Regions from separate parts of the Mus musculus genome. Here region 2 is linked to region 1. A link is a contact called in public Hi-C data. All regions are on one chromosome and are shown on one strand. The core of a region is the stretch at or near the end of the contact, and the rest is flanking DNA. Distances in the headings are between cores, read along the strand shown. Region 1 holds the start of Strap (serine/threonine kinase receptor associated protein). Region 2 holds the start of Ergic2 (ERGIC and golgi 2).

The links. A called contact is a pair of places that touch in the nucleus more often than the background predicts.
Region 2: a contact with region 1 is called in a Hi-C map of CD8 T cells, with 7 times the contacts expected there. The contact joins the promoter of Ergic2 here to the promoter of Strap in region 1. A contact is called at or near these places in 2 of 484 Hi-C or Micro-C datasets (CD4 T cells and CD8 T cells) and 1 of 9 other capture datasets (adipose tissue).

Annotation. Positions count from the first base shown.
Region 1 is chr6:137,733,780-137,738,080 of GRCm38.p6, reverse strand. Strap (serine/threonine kinase receptor associated protein) reads right to left here and starts at 2,999. Exons shown (of 10, transcript NM_011499.3): 1 at 2,615-2,999; 2 at 1,616-1,751. The coding sequence starts at 2,726.
Region 2 is chr6:148,208,984-148,213,694 of GRCm38.p6, reverse strand. Ergic2 (ERGIC and golgi 2) reads left to right here and starts at 1,321. Exons shown (of 14, transcript NM_026168.4): 1 at 1,321-1,725. It overlaps 4732416N19Rik (RIKEN cDNA 4732416N19 gene), which reads right to left and starts at 1,407. Exons shown (of 2, transcript NR_015615.1): 1 at 1,265-1,407.

The DNA of each region.
Region 1 (4,301 bases), core at 1,750-4,249:
TTCTTTATTTCTGCTTTTGTTTTGTTTTGTTTCCTTTTTGGCAGGATCTCTCTGTATAGTCCTGGCTTGGAGCTGATGCATCCCCAGACTAGTCTCGAATTTGAGATCCTCCTGCCTCCACCTCCCAAATGCTTAAAGGGATTAAAGAGGCATGTGCTGCCACATCCAACAACCATTTATTTTTAATTTGCTTAAATCAAAGATGGCAACACAAGCCGGGCGTGGTGGCGCACGCCTTTAATCCCAACACTCGGGAGGCAGAGGCAGGCAGATTTCTGAGTTCGAGGCCAGCCTGGTCTACAAAGTGAGTTCCAGGACAGCCAAGGCTATACAGAGAAACCCTGTCTCAAAAAAAAAAAACAAAAAACAAAAAACAAAAAACAAAAAAAAAAAGATGGCAACACATTGACAACTGCTCCAAAGTGTGAAATTCTTTTAAACAAGGAATCAATAAGGCCATTTTCACTCTCTAGGCTCTGGTCTACTAGCATATACAGCAGCTCTTAACACTGCCTTTGGGCCATCAAGATGCTTTTGTAGGCACACAAGCTGACAACCTGAACCAGAGCCCTCAACCCATACCCCCAAAATTGTCTTGACTTCCTCCACACAAACCCACACACACACAAGAGTAAATTAAAGTTACCTGCATTGATTTAAAAGCACACACAGGTTAGTAACTATACATCAAAAAGTATATAAAATATGACACATGCCTCAATGATTAAAGAGAATCATGTCAGTTTGATAATAGATGCAAAACCCAAAGTAAAAACAGGGAAAGTGTATTATGGCAATGGTTTAGTCCATCTCAGACTGTATCAAAAGACAAAGTGAACTGAGATGAGACGATGTATCCATTACTACAGTGACTGAAGACTCTGTATGTGTGTGTGTGTGTGTGTGTGTGTGTGTGTGTGTGTGTGTGTGTTCCAAAACTCAAGCCTGGCCAGTGTGATCCAGACCACCCTCCTGCCTGCTAAAGACAGTCTCTTGGCTGCCTTCTGATCATTTTGGCTCTTCCAGCACCAATTCTGCCTGCATGCTGCCATGCTTCCCACTATGATGATAATGACCTGAACTCTGAAACTGGAAGCCAGCCCCAGCTAAATCTCTAAGAGTTACCTTTACCTTGGTCATGTTGTACCTTCACAATAATAAAACCCAACTAAGAAAATGAGGATCTAATGAAAATTAAGAATCTTTCAGACAGCCATCTTTAAAACCATAGAAAACAGAAAGTAAATTTGAGGTCCGGTTTTAGATTATCTAGAGCCAGTAATAAAGCTGAGTGAAAAGGTGCCTGGAGACATCACTGTATAGCACTCACTAAGTGTTCAAGACTATCTGTGAAGGACATCAGCAGCACCCATTGTCCAAGCTGTATAGCTCACCACGTTCCTGGTCTCGATGAGAGAGACATCAGTCCTTGAAACATCTCAAGTCACAAGGATGCTCAGAGAGCCAGGACAGAATCGTGGTGAGATCAAACACCATGTACTGTCTATAGCATCCTCGGAGTCAGAACCTCATGTCTAACTGTGAAGTTGGAGAATCTGGCCATGTCACCACAAAATTCAAACAGAATGAAGTTAGCCATTTTTGTTACACTTACGCTGTGAAGTCTGCAGCTGCTGTCGCAGCTTTGGTGGCATCCTTATTCAATGTTGCACCCCAAACAGCACCTTTATGACCCAAAAATGTTCCAATCCAGTCTCCTGTATCTCCCTGGCGGAGCATGGGCTTGCCATCTAGAAAATATTTTCAGACATCTGTGATTTAGAAGCATGCAACGTAATACCAAATCCTGAGCAGCAAACTACTGGAAAACCGTTGTTCTGACTGCTCCCCCCTACTCCCATTAAGCCGTGGGGGCGTGGGGGAGGGTGTCCCCATCCTGGTCTGTGCATATGGTCTCAGTGACCTAGGGACTAAGGAGTTGTAGCCACTCTTCCTGGGAAGCATAAGCAATTTTGGGACCGAATGAGAGGCCTCCCTCATCACCTTTGCAAACTCGGATTACAAAGCAACTATAAAGACCTGGGAAACGCTCTTCCACAAGACCTGATTCCGATTCCCAGCGCCCACACGGAGGCTGACAACAGCCTCTAACTCCGGCTCTGGACAATCTGATGCCTTCCTCTTGGGGCACCCCTTCACACAGGTACAAGCATGCATAGAGACAACACAGGCACACATAAATAAAAACTTCTGAAAAACCGTGGGCTGGATGCCAGTGACATGCGGTGTCAAAACGATCTAGATAGCCGCTTTTTACTTTGGACCACATAAACCTAACGTACACTTTCGTCGGGGAAAAAAAAAAATGAGGCTCACACCACAAAGGATGAAACAATGAGTGAGAGGACATAAAGGGCACTCCTCTCGGCCTGGCCTAATTTCTTCTTCCCGTAAATCCTTGGCAAACACAATGTAGTTGTGTGGGTAGAAAGGCGAGGTGTTGGGGAGCACTAACAACGGTGGGGAGGAGGGACGCATAAAGCCCGGCCAGGGGCGACCCTCTAGTCCCAGCAGCGCGATGGCTGTCGCTGGCAGCCACGACCCACCCACCCGTCGGCACTCGGGAGCCGCGGCCGTCGCGGGCTCAGCTCACCTTTGCAAGCGCTGATCAGAAAGTAGCCGTAAGGCGTGATGCCGCTGAAGGCCAAATCCACCACGGGCCGCGTGTGGCCCGAGCAAGTGAGCGGCGTCTGCCTCATGGCCATGGCGGCGGCGAGCGCGGTGACGCGGAGCGGGGACCGAGGGTCGCGGTCGTCCTCCTTCTCTGCCGCGGCGCCTCAGGCTGCTTGAGGCCCCCGCACTCACGCCGAAGGAGGCCGGCTCCAGAGTCCCCGCGACTCGCGGCCGCCAAGGGAGGGACAGGGAGGGAGGGAGGAGGGGAGGGGAGCGCCGGAGAGCCGGCCTGCCGCCACTCACGGTCCCTACCGGTAGCGGCAGGACGTGACGTCGCCCGACGCGTCGCGTCAGCCGGAAGTGACGACTGGCGGGAAGGCGGTAGTTCCCAGCAGCAGCGCGAGAAGCAGTGTGCGCAGGCGCGAGCTCGGAGACCGAACCCATGCTGCTCTGACGACGTCAAGCGCGCGGCGTCCCGTTGCTACCCAGTGTTGGGAGCCGCCGAGTCCGTCCCTTGTAGGATGCTGTTGTAGAGTTGTAACCTTCTCATTGCTAAGCTACAGACACACTTTTCCATAATCATCTCACATCTAACTGCCTACCCAGTAGCAACCATTCTGTCGCTCTCCTTCCCACCCCCCTCCCGGCATACACCGTCACAACTCACAAACAGTAATGACTTCCCTAATAGAGTGGTTATGCTAACAACATTTATATCCTGGTGACAGATAAGTGACTGGCGTTTAGTGGATGGCCAGCAAATGCTTATTTGCAAGTGGGAAATATTCACTTAGTGCTCAGCAAGGATCCGTGACAACCTAACTGATAAGGGCTCTTTCAGTGGCTCTAGCAACTATCACTGCGGCTGGGGAGGGAGAGACCCCAGTCTACTGGGCTAAAGTTCTTGCCATGTAAGCATGAAGTGTGATACCCAGTACCGACAAAAAAAAAAAAAAAGCTATACATGGTGTGATACATGCTTGGAATGCAGCACTGAAAAGATACCAATCCCTGCCAGCCAGCATAGCAATCAGTGAGTTCCAAGTATGAGTGAAAAACATCTCAAAAACAAAAGAGTGTAGATGCATCTGGACCAGTGAGCCATTCTTCACTGAGAGGCTCCTGAGAGGAGGGACCGAACGGATCAGAAATAAAGAAGACAGGAAAGTTGGGGTCAGGAGGTTTTCCCTAAAACTATGTCTTATGCTAAGCTAATTTATTAAGATGTACAGCATCTTATATACTGTTTGTATGGGGAAAATGGAACAGAAAAACCTATCATACAGTGGGACGAAGTCATCAGAAAGCTAACCAAGCAGTGTTGCACAAAAGGAACACAGAATACTTCATGTGTGCCACAGACCAAGCACACACTGGCCTGGGACTGACTACTCCAGTCTCTTTAGGAGGAAAAGTCACGTTCTCACAGACTGAAATCTTAACTCTGGGGGGCCTGGTTCCAGACTTTGCTATGTCTGACCCTGGTCAAAGGCATAGAGTTGGTATCCCCTTTCCCCTTTCTGAAAGCCTCTTGTATCAGCCTGGAACCTAACAGTGAATGGCTCCTGGGGCTCCTAAGACTGACTTCTGCCTACCACACATGCACACACTACTTTTAAAGTGCATATCAAGCATATGTTGGCATTATAATAGACACTGTAGAAGTG
Region 2 (4,711 bases), core at 72-2,571, about 10 Mb before region 1:
AGTTTGAGCATTTTAACCCTACTCCTAAACCTCTCTTCAATAAATGAAACATAATGGGATGGAGTCTCTAAAAAGCAGACTGTTTCCCATATATTATGCCACCAATAATATGAAAATTAACCTATAAAGTCAGGCAGGTCTTCCTGGCAATGTAGTTCAGTGGTACAGCTTCACTTGTATCAGGCTCCAAATCTGATGCCAAGCACCAGACAAAACAACAAAACGAAGCAAAGAAAGAGAAGCATTAAAGAAAACCAGAGAAGCTAAATGATTGATTCATTGGTTAAGAAGTTTCACTCTTCGGGAAAAATTAACTTTTATGCTTGTTAGCTTTTAAAATTGTTTTTCTAAAAATAGCAGGGTCAAATTATTTAGTTTTGCTATGTTGTGAAACCCAACTCTCAGGGGGATCGTTATTACTCTAAAGGAAACGTGCCCTGGAGACAAAGGATCAGGTGTAACTAAATGAACAACAGTCCTGCCTTTATCCAAGCTACAGCCTATACACTGTAGACCTGGGTATGGAGACGACAGGGAGGAGCTGCCGATAGATTACAAGTGAGGTAAGTTTGCATTTTAGACATGTATCAACACATTATTATGCCCATTTGACAGATGAGGGGATAGAGATACAAAGAAATGCAATATGCTCAAAGTCACGATATTAACAAGTTAGATTGGATATTTAATTTAGGTAATCTTGGCTTGAGGCTGTGTTTATTATCCACGAACCTTAAGTCAAATAGGAATTTATGATTAATTGGAGTAGTCTTGAAAGTCTGGAGATTAAATTGCCACCAGAGTGCATGCATTTGTCCTTGGTTTGAAGGATGAGGGTCTCTTTTCAGTAAAGGAGTATACACACAGTCAATCTGTAGTCAAGATCTCCCAGCCTGTTTCTCTTTGACAGCTCTTAACTACTCTTTACCTCCCTCTTAAAACTCAAACCCTTACCTACTAACCAAGTAAATAGTGGTATTTCTTGGCAATAGTATTGTGAAGATTAGAGAAAACAGTGCTTTCTGTGTAGACATTCGTCATAAGTACGCTTTCCTTAAAACTGTTTTTAAACCACAACGCGTGCCTGTAAAATTTGGTAGCAAATGGGTAGGACGGGAGCTTGAGTGGGTTCCTCTCCAGCATTTCGGAGCCAACTTTTTTTCCAAAGCCCCTCTATTCCGTCCTGTGCTGTGAAGGGCCATGAGCACACACTGTCGGGCTTTCTTGCGTAGCTTACTTTTAGGGAATCCTTAAGCACACTGACCGAATAATCGAAACCGTTCTCCACGCCCGACAAGGGAGGTTTAGGTGTTGTAGACCGGAATAAATGAAGACGCAAAGCCGGAGGCCTCTCAACCACCTGAGCTGCAGTGTGGCCGGCGCCTTAAGGTGGCTGGTGATCACTTCCGGTCTGTAGTGCGGAGCGCCGTTCCAGTCGGTTTGTCTCGGGGTCAGGCGGAAGGTAACTTCCCCTTCCTGGAAAGGGACCGGCCTCCTATTTTCACTTAGTTTCCACGTAGCCACGCCCCTTTCAGGTTGACCGCGCCGCTTGATTAGATCACATACCGTCAACGCGGAAAGTATCGCGAGTTCTCCATTTGCGCTCCCTTCGGACATGGTCAGCCGTGAGAGTTGCTCTTGTTCTCGCGAGATCTTCGTGTGCGCCGGGCTCGGGCGACCCGGGCTTCTGTGAAACATGGCGGTCGGCTGGGACCGTACCACTAGGTAAGACGCTAAAACCCTGCCGGGGCCGTTTCCTTCGGCGGTTACGGGCGGACGGGGACCTGGGCGCGGCTGAGGGGGCTCCCAGGCCTGGCACTGGCCTGTACTCGTCGCGGCTCTGCGGAGCAGCTGGCCGCGGAGCCGCTCCGCTGCCCGGGGGCGTTCCTGCCGAGTGCCGCCGGCGTCCGCGCCCGCGGCCAGGGAGCTTCGGTGATCGGCCGCGCCCTTCGTTGTCTCGTCCAGGCTGTCGTGGACAGCAGCGACCCTGCCAGCACCGTGGTCACTCTCGCCGTAAATTAAAAGCCGGGCCTAGAGAGGGGCCGGGGCGGGCGCAGACGCCGAGGCAGGTGGTGTGTGTGTGTCCCGTTTGTCAGCTGTTGACCCATCCAGGGGATGACGGCTCAGCTCCTGATACGGGACCGCCGTGGGTATCGTAGACGAGATCTCGGAGATCTACGGGCAAACGTGTCATTAACTTTAGGCGTGCAATTCGGTGCCCTAGGCTATAGGCAAGTAACAGCTGTTTCGGTGTTTCGAGATAGGCTTTCGTTCGGAAGCAATTAAAGATAGTTAAATTAGGCATTCTTCATTGGTTTGAAGTTGTAATTCCGAATTTCACTTCTCCAACCTCCAGTGTACGTCCGTACCTAAAGAAACGAGTGTGCTGCTGCCTTGCGGAAGGTCTCTTTGCCTACCTTTCTTATTAGTTAACCTTAAGTTACTATTCCAGCTTGTAGAGGAAGATCCTGAGAAATAGAAATTCCATGCTTTTGTAGTGAGGGTCCTGGGAAGCAGCTTTCTTTCAGATAGTAAACTTGACTGCTTTGCTGAGTATTACACCTGATTTCACTTCGGAGGTACACATTAAAGAAACATGGCAAGTTAGAGGACTTCTGAAAGGAAGTCACTGTAGTCTAGAACATGAACAACAAAGATTTACAAAACAGCATTTATTTTCACCAGGGTTTGCCATTTAAATAATTCATTTTTAAACAGAAGTTGGTTTTAGACTGTGTGTGCTACAAATTCTTTTTAATAGTTTTCCTAGATTTTAATTTGGTGTTTTAATGACAGCTTGTCTTTTGACTTTTGTGCCCTAGTTTCCTCACCAATAAAATGAGAATCTTATAGTAATACTTACCTCAAAAAGCCAGAGAAGTGCTTCAGTAGAGACTGAAGAAGATTTGTTTTTTTCGAGACAGGGTTTCTCTGTATAGCCCTGGCTGTCCTGGAACGTACTTTGTAGACCAGGCTGGCCTCAAACTCAGAAATCCGCCTGCCTCTGCCTCCCAAGTGCTGGGATTGAAGACATGCGCCACCACTGCCCAACTAACACCCCACTTCTATTTTGATTAATAACTGGCAGCCCATATGTCCTACCCTTTTAGATAATAATCTGGAAGGAATTCTGAGAAGTTGAAGACCCTCAGATTTGTCATAACAGCTAGTAAGAAGTCCCCAGCAAGAGAGTTTGCTGATTGGTTTGTGTTTTTCCGGTCACAAAGCTTGTACAGTATATTACTTGCTGTCCCAGGAACTTTTTTTTTTTTAAATCATTAAGAAAGTTATAAGATTAGACCATTTACTGTAAACTGGGAGGCTTAAAATAGTGGAAGGGCCCTGTTTTCTCAGAAGGCCTGGGACATGGTGCTTCTTTGGTGTTCTGGCTTCTGAGCAACCCAGGACAACAGGTCACTCTACTCTCTCTGTATAGCATCTCCCTTGTATATTGGGTCTTCACACAGACTTGAAAGGACATCCATCAGTCTTTAATTTGGGATCGTCCTAATCCACTATGATTTCAACTAAGTACGTTTTCAAAGACTTTTTTTAAAAATATATTTTATAAATAGAAGGTGACTCAAAACATTTGTAATAGAAGATAAATTGTTGTTCTCTAACATCTACATGAGTGCAATGGTACAGGTGCCCCCTCCCCAATAAATTTCATTAAATAAGTTTCATTTCAAAATAAATCCTTTTTGTTTGTTTGTTTGCAGAAGTAATCAAACTCAATTTGAAAAGCAGGTGTGTGTGGTGTCCTCAGTTCTGTATCCTGTTTCTTACGTATCTTAAGCAGTTGTTCTAAGTATTGTCTTAGCTGCTATCACCATATCCTTGAGGTTTTACTTTTGTTTAAATATACAGGACAGTTATGGGAGATAGCAAACAAACCAGATGTAGTATTGGAAATCACTGTGGTGTAAACACAGTGTCTGCCAGTAGACAGAAGCATCATGCAGAAACTCCCAAGTCTGGGTTTTATGGAACAATGTGGAAATGTATATAAGAGCAGTGCCAGGAAAGCTGGGTATGAAGATGGACAGAGATAAAGTTACAGTGTTAAGTTTACTAAAAAAGGATATCCAAAACAAACCTGTGTTGTCTACTGTATCATTTCTTTTTCTTTTAATTTTCTTTTTCTTCTATATGAATGGGTGTTTTACCTGGATAGTGTGTGCATACACACCACATGTGTACATAGTGCCTTTGGAGATTCAGATGATGGTGGAATGACAAAAGTAAGATGAGTACTGATGGGTCCGGGTGCAGAAGCCATGGGGAAGCTCTAGATGTATATAAGTGTGCAGAGAAGTTGGCAACCAGTCCTGGAGGCAGGGGCACTGGAATTTGGAACAGACTTTGCAGCTGGACTGCTTGGGACTAAATCTCTGTTCTTCGTAGAACCACTTGCACCTTCCTGCGAAAAATGTATGACTGTTCTTATTTATAAGGAGGAATAAAGGTGGCATCCACAGCATTGAAGTTAATAGTAAAGTGCATTGAGTTCTACTGGGAGTTAGCAGTCGTCATACTGTTAGTAGGGGATGGGAGACTTCAAAGAGAAGAGGTAGAAAGAGAAATAGGACGTGACTTTTCCTTGAGAGTCTTAGGAATGAAGTATTGAGTGGGAATTACAACACGAGGATTTCATAAAGAGCAGGTTAATTTTTTTTTAAAGTATTGGATAACTTGGCCATGTCGTAAC